4 separate regions of the Mus musculus genome follow, and all the other regions are linked to region 3. Evidence: chromatin contacts called from public HiChIP or PLAC-seq data. All regions are on one chromosome and are shown on one strand. The core of a region is the stretch at or near the end of the contact, and the rest is flanking DNA. Distances in the headings are between cores, read along the strand shown.

What was found. HiChIP or PLAC-seq counts read pairs in DNA pulled down with a chosen protein or histone mark.
Region 1: a contact with region 3 is called in an H3K4me3 HiChIP or PLAC-seq map of the 230-238 cell line, with 21 read pairs. The contact joins the enhancer-like site here to the promoter of Sesn3 in region 3. A contact is called at or near these places in 11 of 39 promoter capture datasets (the 3T3-L1 cell line, 3T3-L1-derived adipocytes, the C10 cell line and 5 more), 3 of 15 datasets of contacts at CTCF or cohesin (CD8 T cells, the NIH/3T3 cell line and pro-B cells), 3 of 484 Hi-C or Micro-C datasets (myocytes, nephron progenitors and olfactory sensory neurons), 11 of 115 datasets of contacts at active chromatin or transcription factors (the 230-238 cell line, CD8 T cells, the SCID.adh cell line and 8 more) and 3 of 9 other capture datasets (liver, macrophages and pancreatic islet).
Region 2: an H3K4me3 HiChIP or PLAC-seq map of neural progenitor cells shows a contact between it and region 3, with 33 read pairs. The contact joins the enhancer-like site here to the promoter of Sesn3 in region 3. A contact is called at or near these places in 17 of 39 promoter capture datasets (the 3T3-L1 cell line, 3T3-L1-derived adipocytes, the C10 cell line and 11 more), 3 of 15 datasets of contacts at CTCF or cohesin (CD8 T cells, large pre-B cells and pro-B cells), 28 of 484 Hi-C or Micro-C datasets (B cells, the C2C12 cell line, CD4 T cells and 22 more), 24 of 115 datasets of contacts at active chromatin or transcription factors (the 230-238 cell line, CD8 T cells, the SCID.adh cell line and 18 more) and 4 of 9 other capture datasets (adipose tissue, liver, macrophages and 1 more).
Region 4: a contact with region 3 is called in an H3K4me3 HiChIP or PLAC-seq map of bone marrow-derived macrophages, with 2.6 times the contacts expected there. The contact joins the enhancer-like site here to the promoter of Sesn3 in region 3. A contact is called at or near these places in 11 of 39 promoter capture datasets (the 3T3-L1 cell line, 3T3-L1-derived adipocytes, the C10 cell line and 7 more), 1 of 15 datasets of contacts at CTCF or cohesin (CD8 T cells), 4 of 484 Hi-C or Micro-C datasets (the HPC-7 cell line, bone marrow-derived macrophages, nephron progenitors and 1 more), 9 of 115 datasets of contacts at active chromatin or transcription factors (the 230-238 cell line, CD8 T cells, the SCID.adh cell line and 6 more) and 3 of 9 other capture datasets (embryonic stem cells, liver and pancreatic islet).

Annotation. Positions count from the first base shown.
Region 1 is chr9:14,145,716-14,148,698 of GRCm38.p6, forward strand. Gm39292 (a long non-coding RNA gene) reads right to left here. Exons shown (of 3, transcript XR_870548.1): 3 at 485-767. Among named protein-coding and RNA genes, the nearest start is that of Gm39292, 5.4 kb to the right of the region's middle. Within about 2 kb of position 1,561, at least 34 of the 459 cell types and tissues checked have an H3K27ac peak or open chromatin away from gene starts, as enhancers often do. A contact at or near this core is called in the 230-238 cell line and pro-B cells, where this site is marked.
Region 2 is chr9:14,073,909-14,077,041 of GRCm38.p6, forward strand. No RefSeq gene overlaps it. Among named protein-coding and RNA genes, the nearest start is that of 1700019J19Rik, 15 kb to the right of the region's middle. Within about 2 kb of position 1,618, at least 62 of the 459 cell types and tissues checked have an H3K27ac peak or open chromatin away from gene starts, as enhancers often do. A contact at or near this core is called in B cells, the HPC-5 cell line, the HPC-7 cell line and 7 more, where this site is marked.
Region 3 is chr9:14,274,462-14,277,687 of GRCm38.p6, forward strand. It overlaps Sesn3 (sestrin 3), which reads left to right and starts at 1,840. Exons shown (of 10, transcript NM_030261.4): 1 at 1,840-2,168. The coding sequence starts at 2,091.
Region 4 is chr9:14,123,092-14,126,451 of GRCm38.p6, forward strand. No RefSeq gene overlaps it. Among named protein-coding and RNA genes, the nearest start is that of Gm39292, 28 kb to the right of the region's middle. Within about 2 kb of position 1,395, at least 2 of the 459 cell types and tissues checked have an H3K27ac peak or open chromatin away from gene starts, as enhancers often do. A contact at or near this core is called in bone marrow-derived macrophages, where this site is marked.

The DNA of each region.
Region 1 (2,983 bases), core at 311-2,810, 130 kb before region 3:
GTCTCCATGAAGCAGACCTCGGTTTTGAACTAGACTCTGATTTGCCTGACATCATCACTTTTCATGTCTATTCCTATGGGCAGTCTCTACCCCAGCCCTTTTCCTTCAAGAGTAATTAATATTGAGTCGGCAAATTGGACAACAGTGTCAGCTCCATAGGGCAGTGGGAGACCCAGGAAGGTATGGGTAAGGATTTATCCACGATAAAACCTTACATAAGAAAATATCTCCAGGGAACCAATATTTATATGATTGGTGTTACTTAAATATGAGCAAAAGCAAATAGATATAAATTCCTTAAGATGAGGCTTTTATATAAATAGAAGTCAAAATGAATTTACAGACCAAATACAGAGGAGATAAATATGCAAATCTGCAAATGAAACACAACTCAAAATCTAAACTGAAGCCTAAGGAAATGGTCAGCTCTAACTTTTTATTGTCTTGGTTTTTTCATTGGTTTTCATTTTATTGGATTTCTTACCAGTGCTAATGCTCAATTTATAACATGAATATGATGCTGAGGGCCTCACTATCCTGCCCCTTCTTTTGTTTTCAACAGCATATTGGTATGTATAGGCAGATATGGAAATCACCATGCAGCTCAAGCTAACCTCGAACTCATGATAATCATCTTGCCTGAACTTCCCAAGAGCTGCAGTAAGGTGTGAGCCTCTGTGGAGAGCTGGCAGTACAGGTGTGCACACATCTGTTTGTCCGTTTTCCTTGCCTTTCCATGTAAGCTCTCAGGGCTTCCACACCTCAAGCTATAAAACAAACGCAAAACAGAGGTAGTTAAACAGCAGAGTGATAGCCTTGCTAATAATCTCAACAAGAAGGAGTCAGTTTCATCACCTGAAAAAAAAAGTACTAGAAGACAGCAGGTTATGCCACAAGGCTCAGCTCAGAATTCTAAGGTAAGAGGATGGGCTGCAAATTCAGATTAACTGTCAATTCTAGATGTATTAAGACAGTCATGGAACCAGGCCTGGAAGTTGCATATCTATAATCTCAGCTACTCAAGAGGTTGAGGGAGGATTCCAAGTTCAAGCCTGTCTGGGCAACAAGATCCTTTCTGAAAACCAGAGGCCAAAATGAAGGCTAAAGACACTGCCTGGTGGTAGAGCACTTGCCTAGTATCTTCAAGGTCCAAGGTTCAAATGCCAACACCACTAAATAAATAAATATAAATGTTATTTATTTGTTTATTTACATATTTAATTTTAATTATAAATTTTATATAGTTTTAATCTTATATAATTATATACAATTTATAAATCAATAAAGTTATACATTTACTTAAATTTTATTCATTTGTTTATTTATGTATTTATTTTATAGAGATAAGATGACACGTGTGTGAAGGTCAGAGAACTTTAAGAATCAGTGCTCTCCTTCTTCCATGTGGGTTCTGGTGGTTGAACTTGGGTCATCAGGCTTGGTGTCAAAGTCCTTTAGCATCAAGCATCTCCCACCCACAAAAGCAAAAGCAGAACAGAGATGGTGGAGACAGCACAGGCAGATGTGGCGTGGGGCCTGGCTTTGGTTCGTCTACCTCGGCTGCACAGCCGCTTGGGTTTTCTTTTTGACTTCCTCTTCTACTAACTGCCAGAGATCTGACTCGGGAAATGTGTGTGAATCCTCAACACATTGTGTTCTTGTGACGTGTGATGGGAAAGGCTCAGCAGCTCTTGGATGTGGAAGGTGGGTGGACAGTCTCCAACACCCGACTGACTGATGGGGTAAGGAAAGAAGTCTGGACAGAAGAGAGGACAAGACGTCTGGGAGTGCCCAAGCAGTGAATGTCAGAACCGGAGGCAGCAAGCCGAGGGATCTCATAACGTCCCCTCCCCAGAACTGGGCTCATCTATGTACGCCGCAGTGCCTGGCTGCTTACTATGTTCTCAGTACTAGAACTCAGGTCCTTGTGCCTGCGTGACAAACCCTTTACCCACTGAACCATCACTCCAACCACAAGCTTTTTAGTTTTCATATAAAGAAACACATTTGCTTTCTGCTCTAATGGTTCTCTTAGGAATCCTGAAGTTCTCAGGAGAATCAAAGCACAGATGTGAGACAGCAAGTTATACTTTCATTCAGGAGAGAAAAACTTGACAGCCAAGAGAAAAGGAAGCTGCTCTGGATTCCTGTCTCCTGCAGCTGGGAAGTTTTGCAAAGGTCCCCAGGGAGGAACAGGGCCACCAAAGGCTGAGCAAGAGTGACTCGGGAACATTCTGAGTCAAGCAGGGACTGGGGACCAGAATGCAAGATAAGGCATGGAATTAGCGGAGGCCATTTCCCTTGCTTCTCAGGGACCTCCTAAAACACATAGTCCAGGAGGTCCCTAGGGAGGGCAAACTGCCAACGGTGGAGGACGTGGCTCACACCTAGGATGGTGCCTTTCTCCTTGGATACAGGGAAACATTCTAACTGGCAGGAGGTATCAGGAGCATGAGAAGAAGAAAGTAAAAGACTTTCAGTCCCAGTGAGAGTGGCCAGGCAGAGAAGGTGTCTATGTGGAGGGGTTCCCTGAGAGGCACTAAAGCCATGGCAGCCTTGGATGGGACAGATGGAGCCACTATAAATTAAGTATTAAAAGTCAACGTGACGAACAGCCCATTCACAGTGTCAATAAAATTGATACTACCAATCAAATCAGCACCAGCTGCAAACCAATTTAACAAGAGAGAAAGATGGTCAGCAGCCAACTAAACTAGGAGATCTTATCGATAATACAGAACTAGTGACTAATATACCACATTATTAATGGGATTATATATTTATCTTTACCATAATCATCCTCACAAAATGGATGCAAACCCAATGAGAATCAAATGTTTAACAAATTCGCAAAATAAGTTTGAGTTTCTTATGGGGAAAAACATGTCAGAACAGAAAGGAAGAAAAGTGGAGATGGGGGAAGGGGGAAAGGGAAGGACAGGACAGGAAGAGGAAATGGATGAGAAAGGAAGGGGACCAGAGG
Region 2 (3,133 bases), core at 368-2,867, 200 kb before region 3:
GGGAGTGGGTGGGTAGGGGAGTGGGGGTGGGTGGGTATGGGGGACTTTTGGTATAGCATTGGAAATGTAAATGAGCTAAATACCTAATAAAAAATTAAAAAAAAAAAGAACAAAGCAGTAGTATAGCCCTCAATGACACTCTGCTATACTCGTAACTCTGTGCCTTGCCCAAGCGTCCTCAGAGAGGTTTCTCCCTAGAGAAGAAGGGAAAATCAGAGACCCACAGCCACATACCATCCAGAGAGTGGGAGTGTGGAACACTCATGCTTTAACAGCACATCTCCATCAAATTCCTCCCCTCAGGGCTGTGGTAGAGGGGGCAGAAAGAGTGTAAGGGACAGAGATAATGGAGGACACCAAGAAATGAGGCCCTCTAAATCAACAGAATCCACGCACATATAAGCTCACAAAGATAGAAGCAGCGTGCATGAGGCCTGCATGGCTCTGTGCCACGTGGGGTCTTAGAACTGAAAGGAGAAGTGGACACATGGCGTCATCACTAACCCAGAAGTTATCAACCCATTTGATAACCACTTGCAATTTAGTTTCCTCCAAGGAAGTCTCACTAGGGAAACTAATTATGACTAAGGTGGCTGCGTGCCCAGCAGTAAATGCCAACAGAAAATGAACTCAGTGGTAACAGTTGAGGTTCCTTGTCTCACAACGTCTCATCAGGGTGCTGGGGGTTTTGTGGTTGTTTTTGTTTTTTTTTTTGAATTATCTTCTTTTTAATCCTAATTTAATTCTTTATGTTTATTTTTTCTCTCTTTTTATCATACAGGTCTTTTTCATATATACTGTGGCTTCCAGTTTAAGGTTTGCATGAAATTCGTGAGTGTGCAGATGAACCGGTCTCATTATTCTATTTTATTATTATCCCTTAAGAAGCCTGTTTGTTTCTTAATGAGAGGCAGAAATGAGATGGATCCTGATGGGAAAAGAGGTAGGGAGAAATAGGGAGGAGTAGAAAGAGGAGAAATAGGGAGGAGTAGAAGGAGGAGAAGTAGGGAGGAGTAGAGAGAGGGGTAATGGGAGGAGTGGAGGGAAGAGGTAATGGGAGGAGTAGAGGGAGGAGGAACTGGGAGGAGTAGAGGGAGGAGGAACTGGGAGGAGTAGAGAGAGGAGGTAATGGGAGGAGTAGAGGGAGGAGTTAATGGGAGGAGTAGAGGGAGGAGGATCTGGGAGGAGTAGAGGGAGGAGGAACTGGGAGGAATAGAGGGAGGAGGAACTGGGAGGAGTAGAGGGAGGAGGAACTGGGAGGAGTAGAGGGAAGAGGTAATGGGAGGAGTAGAGGGAGGAGGAACTGGGAGGAGTAGAGGGAGGAGGAACTGGAAGAAGTGGAGGAAGGAGGAATTTGGAGGAGTAGAGAGAGTAGGAACTGCAACCAGGATACAGTATATGAACAAAAACCCATTTTTCAACAACATCATCATCAACAACAACTAAAATAAAATAATAATTTAAAAAGAAGGCGGTCTGTAACCTGGGCCTTCCTCCCAGGTCCCTGGCAAACAACACGTTTTGGAGCACTGGATCACCCTGGCCTTGTAAGCAACTTCTGAGTGAGATCCTGGGCAGTAGAACAGTTTAGGACAATCCTACCCAGCCAGCTCTTTTCACTGCTGGACACTGAGCACAATGCAAGGACACTCGCTGAGCCAGCAGCTGGGGACGCTGGCACACAGTGCAGGCTTCTCTCATTTGCTGGCCACATGCCCAGGACATCAAGCTGCTCTCTAAGTGATATCAGTCAAAGTGGGGCAGGATAACCCCACCTGTCTCTAAACGCATCATTCATTGGGCATGTTCGTTTGTAACTCATTACTCAAGTGAGATAATGACAGTGTGCACAGGATCCTTGACATGATTTACAGAGAATTCTGAGCCTAATGCCTGGCACATACAGAGAAGTCAATTAATTTAACTCAAGGGACCATTCTTGTTAGTTGTCTCTATGGAGTAACTTACTGAAGCAGCTCTAAATAAGGGATAGTATATTGAGCCATAAACTGTCATTAATAATCAGTTTAATAAAGGATTTTCAGATTCAACTTTGACCCCAGTTAGGACCTCTGGGATCAGGGTCCAGAGAAAATGGGCAGGACATGATGATTTGAAAGAGTCAAAGCACTGATGGAGGCTGGCAGGACCAGGTGGGCAGTATAACAGGGCTGGTGGAGGCCCCAGAGTCCTGCTAGGAAAACAAGATCCCAAGGTGGAGAGAGAAAGAGGTCTGCGCTGAGCAAGCAAGAAACATGGTTTGCATCCAAACTGAGATCTAATTCCCTGTGTAACTTCACAAGTCACTAAACTTCTTTCAGGGTTAGTGCACTTAGCACCAAATGCTGGGTGAGTTTGGTCACCTTGAGGACCCTCTGAGAGGTCACAGCAAAGATTTCCTAGCTTTCTTTAGAGAGTATTTGTGAAGTAAGTTTTTATCATGGAGCTTAGCTTTGAAAAATCCTGTAAATGTTAACACTGTCCAAGCTACATATGGTGACTTACAAGTAAGTCAAGATTTAAGAAATATCCCTCTTATAAAATCCTATACAATATGCATTGTTTCAAGGTTTCAGTAAATCTCATCCATATCTTTTTTAAAATTGATAAGGACACTTTGCAAATGATGTTTTTAAAGAAGCAAGTTTTAACTGGTAGGAAGGGGCAGGTCAGGACCTTGGCATTCAGAGTTTGAAAATATTTATGTTCTGCCTTTGTAAGGTTTGTTATTGTTCAGGACACAATTTCTTTTGAATTTTTAAATCATGGCAAAGAAGAGCATTAAGTTATACTTAACAAAATTAGAAGGTAAATTACCAAGAAGCAGATGATTATAGTGAGGTTGTTTTTATGTTCCTCCGTTTTCTCCGGAAATGAAAAGCTTTCAATCAAAACATCTATCTGCTTTAGTGTAACAAGGAGTGTAGAGTTGTGAAGTGTTCATTTAAAAGACACGGAAAGGGAAGCTGGAAGTTCTCCCAAGAGCAACCAAATGATTGAGGAAGATAGAGGCATAGAGGGCAAAGGAAGATACCGCAGGATTAAAGACTGTCAGATTCCTGGGCCATTGCCAGAAAGTTGAGATGAAAGAAGCAACCAGTCATCGAGAAACTTGTCTGTAAATGAGAACCCT
Region 3 (3,226 bases), core at 590-3,089:
GAGTGCTGGGATTAAAGGCGTGCGCCACCATGCCAAGCAACTTTTACCATTTCTTTTAACTGAATTTTTAGCAACCTACCCAAATCACTGCTGTTCTAGACTATGGAGGTCTACCCAGCATCAGACCACACTTTGCTATCACTAGCTAAATGGACCTTCACCTAACCATATCACCTAGATAGACCCTTGAGGTTGTTCAGTCTGTTTAAACCTGTGCGGGCAGATTTTCATCTCCTTTGTTCTTTGTGTAGGCTTGTTTAAGGTGTAGGTCTCTAAAGAGATGGAGTGGAGACAGATGTTGAGTATGGAAGAGATTGGTAGTTTGAACAACAGTTTGGTCTAATGGCTTTGTTATGCTAACCGTGCAGGCTTCTCCAACAGCGCCTTCCCGATTTTACATCATAGTACACAAAATTCCTAACACAGGGTAGTATGTTAAATTAAAAACAATACAAGAAAAACAATACAAGTAAACCAGTGGGTCGGTTCTTTAAAACCATCTCCACAGATACATTCTACAAATTGCAGGCCTTCACAATTCCTGACACACTCGAGACCTTTAGAAAACGAGAAGCCGAGAATACAGATTAGGTTCTCAAGAGCGAAAACAGGTGATGTCATAGCACGCAGTGCGGTGTGGTCACCGCCAAGGCCGGCTGGGGAACTGCAGTTCTTGGGAGCTTGGTGCTCTGCGCCAGTAGCAGAAGCACCCTATCATGGGCTCCACGACACCGGTGAGCACCCTGAGCCAATCAGGTGCTCGCTTTGCACCGCCTTTGTTCTCACTGGGGAGCAGGCAGCCAGAGTCTGGTCTGCAGTCCGGGGTTGGTGTTTGGCCCCTCGGAGTACCTGGCTCTCTCACTCGCCTGGGTTGGGCATCTGGCCAGCCGGAGCTTTCCTCAGTGACTTATGCCTTCTGTCTCCAGAACATAGAAGCTAAACCCTGACTCACCGTTGTCAGTTTTGAGAGAGGAAGGTCCAGTCCAATCGTTTTAAATGGCAATTCGTACTCAAAACCTTCCATCACAGGCAGGGATTGTGCTCTGCAAGTTTCTAACCAGAGGCCTCCCACAGGATTTGTGTGTGTGTGTGTGTGTGTGTGTGTGTGTGTGTGTGTGTGTGTGTATCAATCTCTGACTTGTTCATGATAAACGAACTTTCTTTGCTGTGAGAACGATCGTCGGAGAGAGGGAAAAACCCCTAAACCAAAGATGTGTCTCCGGGTCTCCAACTCCAATAGCTGTGTAGACTTCTAACTCTACAGCCGTAGGTAGTTGGTCTTTCGTACCAGATTTACAGAGTGCATAAAGAACATAAAGTTCTTTGAGATCTGTGGGAGCAAAGTGCTGCAAGACCGCAGTCTTCCTCACAGCTATTAGATTTAGATCCATGGAGAGAAAGCTGAATCTCTGCCCCGGAGGAAGGAACGTTCTAGCGTCCACCCGGCCCACTCCCGAGAGATCAGGAAATGTTTAGCTAGGTCTCAGATCCTCTAGCGAGCTCTAGCTTCCAGCTATTTAATCTCACTCTCCATTCTGCACGGTTTTTGCAGAGAGGCGTGGCTTGTCCTGAGGGTGGCGCTAGAGTTCCTGATAATTTGCATACACCACACCTCCATTTCTCATTGGTAGATTGGAGTCCCTCCCACCCCACTACCTAACTAACCCAGGGTCACTCTTCAGCATCGAGCCTCGGAGATAAACTTAACTTGCCCGGAGATTCGTGTTGCTCTCGCCTCCCGCGATTGGCCGGAGCCACTCATTGGATGCGGGTGCAGAAGGGGGCGTTGCCGGTGCCGTCTGGTTGGCGGGAGGGGGCGGTGCCCAGCGCGGCTGCCCTGAAGGCGGCGGGCCTCGGGGGCGGGGCCGCACTGAGAAGCTGAGACGGCCGCGGCTGCTCGTCCTGGCTGGCGGGGCGGGGGTCTGGCGATGGGGGCGGGAGGAACAACGGGTCGCTGAGTGCCGCGGCTGCCGTCCCCGCCGAGCTCGCGCGGGCAGCCGCTGCGCCGTCGCTGCCGCCCGACCCCCTGAGAAGAGAACGTTGAAGCAGCCCTTCGCTAGCGGCCGCGGTGACAGCCCGGCTCCGGCGCGATGAACCGCGGTGGCAGCAGCGCGTCGGCCTCGGCCAACTACCTGCTCTGCACCAACTGCCGGAAAGTGCTGCGGAAGGTACGGCGCGGCCGCGTCCGGCGGCGAGGCGCTCCCCACGGTCCGGGTCCGGGCGGCGCTTGCGGGGGAGGGGGGACGAGAGGCAAAGTGTCCCCCCGCGGGTCCCTGCGCCCGGCCCCTGGGCTGCCGCCGGGTCTGCCCCGAGGCTGAAGGGATGCTGGGATGCTGGGAGGAACCGGCTCGGCTGGGGATGGAGGCTGGCCTGAAATCACAGCAACCAGTTTGGTCTGCAGGAGACTGGCTGCCTCTCCCCGGTGGCTGACTCTGGGGGGGTGTTTTCTTCGACTGGGTCGCTTCTGCCAGGCCTACGGTGCCTTGGCACCGCCTCTTGACATTCTCTTGGTGGGTCCCGAAAGGCACCATGAAGGCATCTTGAACTTTATACCCATAGGAAATGCTGTTCGATCTTCCAGCGCTTTCAGCTTGGGTTGGTGGAGGTGGAGGCTGAAGACGACTTGGGTTCGCCCTCCTTATCATCCCCCACCGCGATGTCGATCGAGAAAATCCGACCCAGGATTGGCTTATTGCTTTCCAGAGTGACTGATAGAAAGTTTACTCCAGTATTGTTTAGCTTACTTGGCTTAATCGCCCCGTGGGGGATGGGGATGCAGGGAGAGAAAGGATGACAAAATGTCCCTGTAGACGCAGAAGAGGTTTTAATAAGATCTGAATAGCCTCCTTGACTAATATAATCTGTTTCTTTTTTACACTCTTATTTTTACATTGCATGAAATGAAATCATTAGGTGAGGTGTTTCTGTTTGTCCAGCACCAATGAATTAAAATTGCTGAGCTGTGCATATTTGAGAGCTAAGATGAATATGGTGCCGTTTTTGTCAATTTTCCTATCTACAGTCAATTTAGGATTGCTCTTTATGTCCTAGGAAAAACAAGCAAGCACATAAATAAGCAAGCTCAAATATTTGCGCTCTTTGTCCAAAAACTGTTTTTCTTCCTCTGTGGGTCAGGCCAAGTGCCAATCAAAGTTGTTTTTCAAGCCTCTTTTCCCTGCCGTGGAGCTGGTTCTTCCCCCTCCTTTCTCCTATTTTATTTGAGAGC
Region 4 (3,360 bases), core at 145-2,644, 150 kb before region 3:
CTAGGCCTTTAGGCCCAGGCTTGAGAATGTGACTTTTGTGACTCAATGCTTCAAAGCATGCTAATCATAAAACAGATATCGACATTCCTCCACCCACCTGCTTCCTGGGTTCAGGGAGTATTCATTCAAAGAAAGTCACCCTGGCCCACCTGACCATTGCTGGAACCCGCTATGCAAATGTGCTATTATTAGAGGCTAATAGAAAACTGTCTTGACTTTCCACTTCCATGTGACTCTTAACTGGTATTTTTGGTATTTTCCAACAACGCCCTCTCCATCCCCTTGAGTTATAGTTTCTTCCTTTAAATACCCCCTTACCCAGCTACTCTGGGCGTCACAGTCCTCTACCCCTGCATGGTGTATGACTGTGGGCCCCAGAGCGCTCTTGGAATAAAAAGCCCTCTTGCAGTTTGCATCAAGGCCATTTCTCGTGAGTGATTTGGGGTGTTGCCTCTCCTGAGTCAGAACGTGGGGGAGTCCTCACATTGTGGTTCTTTCAATAACTTAGTGGATTATGTTGCTTATGTGCCATGCAATCATAAGGACCTGAGTTTGGTCTCCCCAGAACCTACAAAAAAAACAAAGTGTGTCTGCAAACACTTGTAATTCCAGAGCAGAGAGGCTGAGACAGGGAGATTCCTGGTGCTTGTCTGGCAAGCCAGCCTAGCCAAATTAGAGCTCTGAGCACAATGAGAGGCTCACCTTAAAAGAGTCGAGTGACTAAAGCACCCAACATCCACTGCTAACCTCCACACACACTTACACACATATATACATTCGGACATAATACATGTGCACCTCATCTACTATACACATGTACATGCAAAAAGACAAGTTTTTTTCCAAGAAATGTAAAATATTTTAAAAATCACAATGAATGTCCCTTATCTTGAGATGGAACCTAGATGGAACCTAGCCTAGATAGAACCACAGAACACTATGGATGGGCCTTAAGGGCAATAGACTCACCATACTCCTGGTCCTGTCTGTTTCCTGATCTGTCAAGATATGGGGAGCCTTCACTATCCACCATGTTCTCCTTGCCCTAATGGTGTTTGTGTCTCAACCCATGGCTCAGAATAAACTGGTTCTCCCTTAAACTGCCTCCCTGGTGTATTTTGTCATAAAAGTAGAAACTAATTAAAATATGCTCACTGGTTTTCCTCCTGATAATGAGTGTCAAGACCAACAAGTCACTCAGATTCTACATCAAGAAATAACAAGTTGAGAGAAAGGGCCAACCAACCTCCACATGCCAAATTCTGTACTAACTTACCCCTAAGGGATGCCACAGGCCCTGCTATGTAGCTATTTCCCTCACATTGAAGCATTCTGTCTTATAGGGAAGAGAGTGGCTCATCACACTGGAAAAGCAGAACTTAAATGACTCAGGATGGCAGGAAGTTAAGAGACTCACAAGGCCATTTCCACCATTCTGTAACAGTAAGCAAGTGTTGGAGCTGAGGAAACTCTTTTTGGTTTAGCTGCTAGCAAGTTGATGGGTGACCTCCAGAAATGCAGCTTCCACCAGTTGTCAGCCATGCTTGGGTGGGCTTTTTAGTGGTGATGCTGACTTTAGATCATCCAAGCTCTTGTAAGAAACCACTCACCCTTGTGAACTCATGGCTTCTCAGAACTAGACAATGTGGAACTATTTGCTTTGGTAGATGTTGCTATCTGATAGATAAAATAATCATTAGCTCATACCTCTCAGTAAGTCATTTAATGATTCCTTATTCAAGTTCCTGGTTTTAGAGTTGAAAACACTAAAACAATCTAAAACAAAGAGTTTTCTAGTTTTGAGGCAGTTGGTGTGTCAAATCATTACCAGGCAAAATTTCTTGGTCTAGCACATTCTAATAGTCTCTGACTCAAGAAAATGCCTAAGAACAAAATGTAGGCTTAAAGTTTCAGAGAACAATAGAGTGTTCAGAACAATTTAAGCAATGAAGAGAAGAGTTTTTCAAAACTATAAAAATCATACCATGTTTGCAAAATCCCCATGGCACAAGAAAGGTGAACATCTCCCAATAATGAGCTGGTGTGGTAGTGATCAGATCTAGCCCAAATATGTAAGCAAACACCACAAGTTTGCTTCTGGGTGAGCCCATGGAGAGGCCCTCCCCATTCAAACTACAACAGTTGACTCTAATTTGGAGAATTGCTGTGGTTTTGCAGGGCACTGGGCAGCCAGGCCCTTCTCCAGGTGTTTGAGAGGAGTCTACTAGGCAGGATCAGCTCAGTGAATGACATGACTTTGGGCCTCCATGAAGAGTAAAAGGGAGAATATCTTGACCAGGCCTGACTAACTAGATACACCATCCCTGTAGAAAGAGAAACTGCTTAAAATACAGGTATAAGATGCAGGCTAGAGTAATTCTGGACTTTTTCTTTGAGGATATTACAGAAAATCTTCAAGATCTTATAAACATGTTTGCTTAGCTAGTTTAGTTACTTGTGTATTGTCGTGATAGGACACCATGACAAAAGCAACTTATAGAAGAAATTTTATAGCTCTAGAGGGTTAGAGTCCATGACCATCATGGTATGGGGCACTACAGCAATTAAGGCATGGCACTGGAGCAGTAGCTGAGACACAGTTGTGAGGGAGAGGAAGAGGGAGAGGGAGAGGGGGAGGGGGAGGGGGAGGGGGAGGGGAGGGGGAGATTGGGAATAGCAGGGCTTTTTGAAACCTCAAAGACCATCCCAATGACAGACCTCCTCCAACAAAGCCATACTTCCTAATCCTTCTCAAAAAAGTTCCACCAACTGGAGCACAAACATTCAAATGTATGAGCCTATCTGTGTCGGGGGGGGGGGGGCACAATCTCATTCAAATCAGAGACTATTTTCAGTCACTTTCACTGAGAGTCTGGAAGGATGATGTCCTGGGTGTATTGTAAAACCCAGGGACCCCAAGGACAGAGGGATTTTGTTTTCTTTGTACCAATTCACAAGTTATTCTGAGCCTCTGTCTGTGCTAGGTCTACTGGACAAAGAGAAGGAGGTACAGATTTAGAATCTACATATAGTTCTTGGTATAACCTTATCTTGTAAAACAAAACTATAACAAAAAAACTACAAAATTTATTAACATTAGTCTAATGAAGACATGAATTCAAAGTAGACATGTACCAGATTACCTCTCTCTCTCTCTCTCTCTCTCTCTCTCTCTCTCTCTCTCTCTCTCTCTCCCTCCCTCCCTCCCTCCCTCCCTCTTTCTTTCTTTCTTTCTTTCTTTCTTTCTTTCTTTCTTTCTTTCTTTTTTCTGTGATAAAACACTCCAGTGTATAGAACTTTAATGGAGAAACAGTTCATTCAGCTTACAATTCCAGGTTACAACCCATCACTGTGGGGATG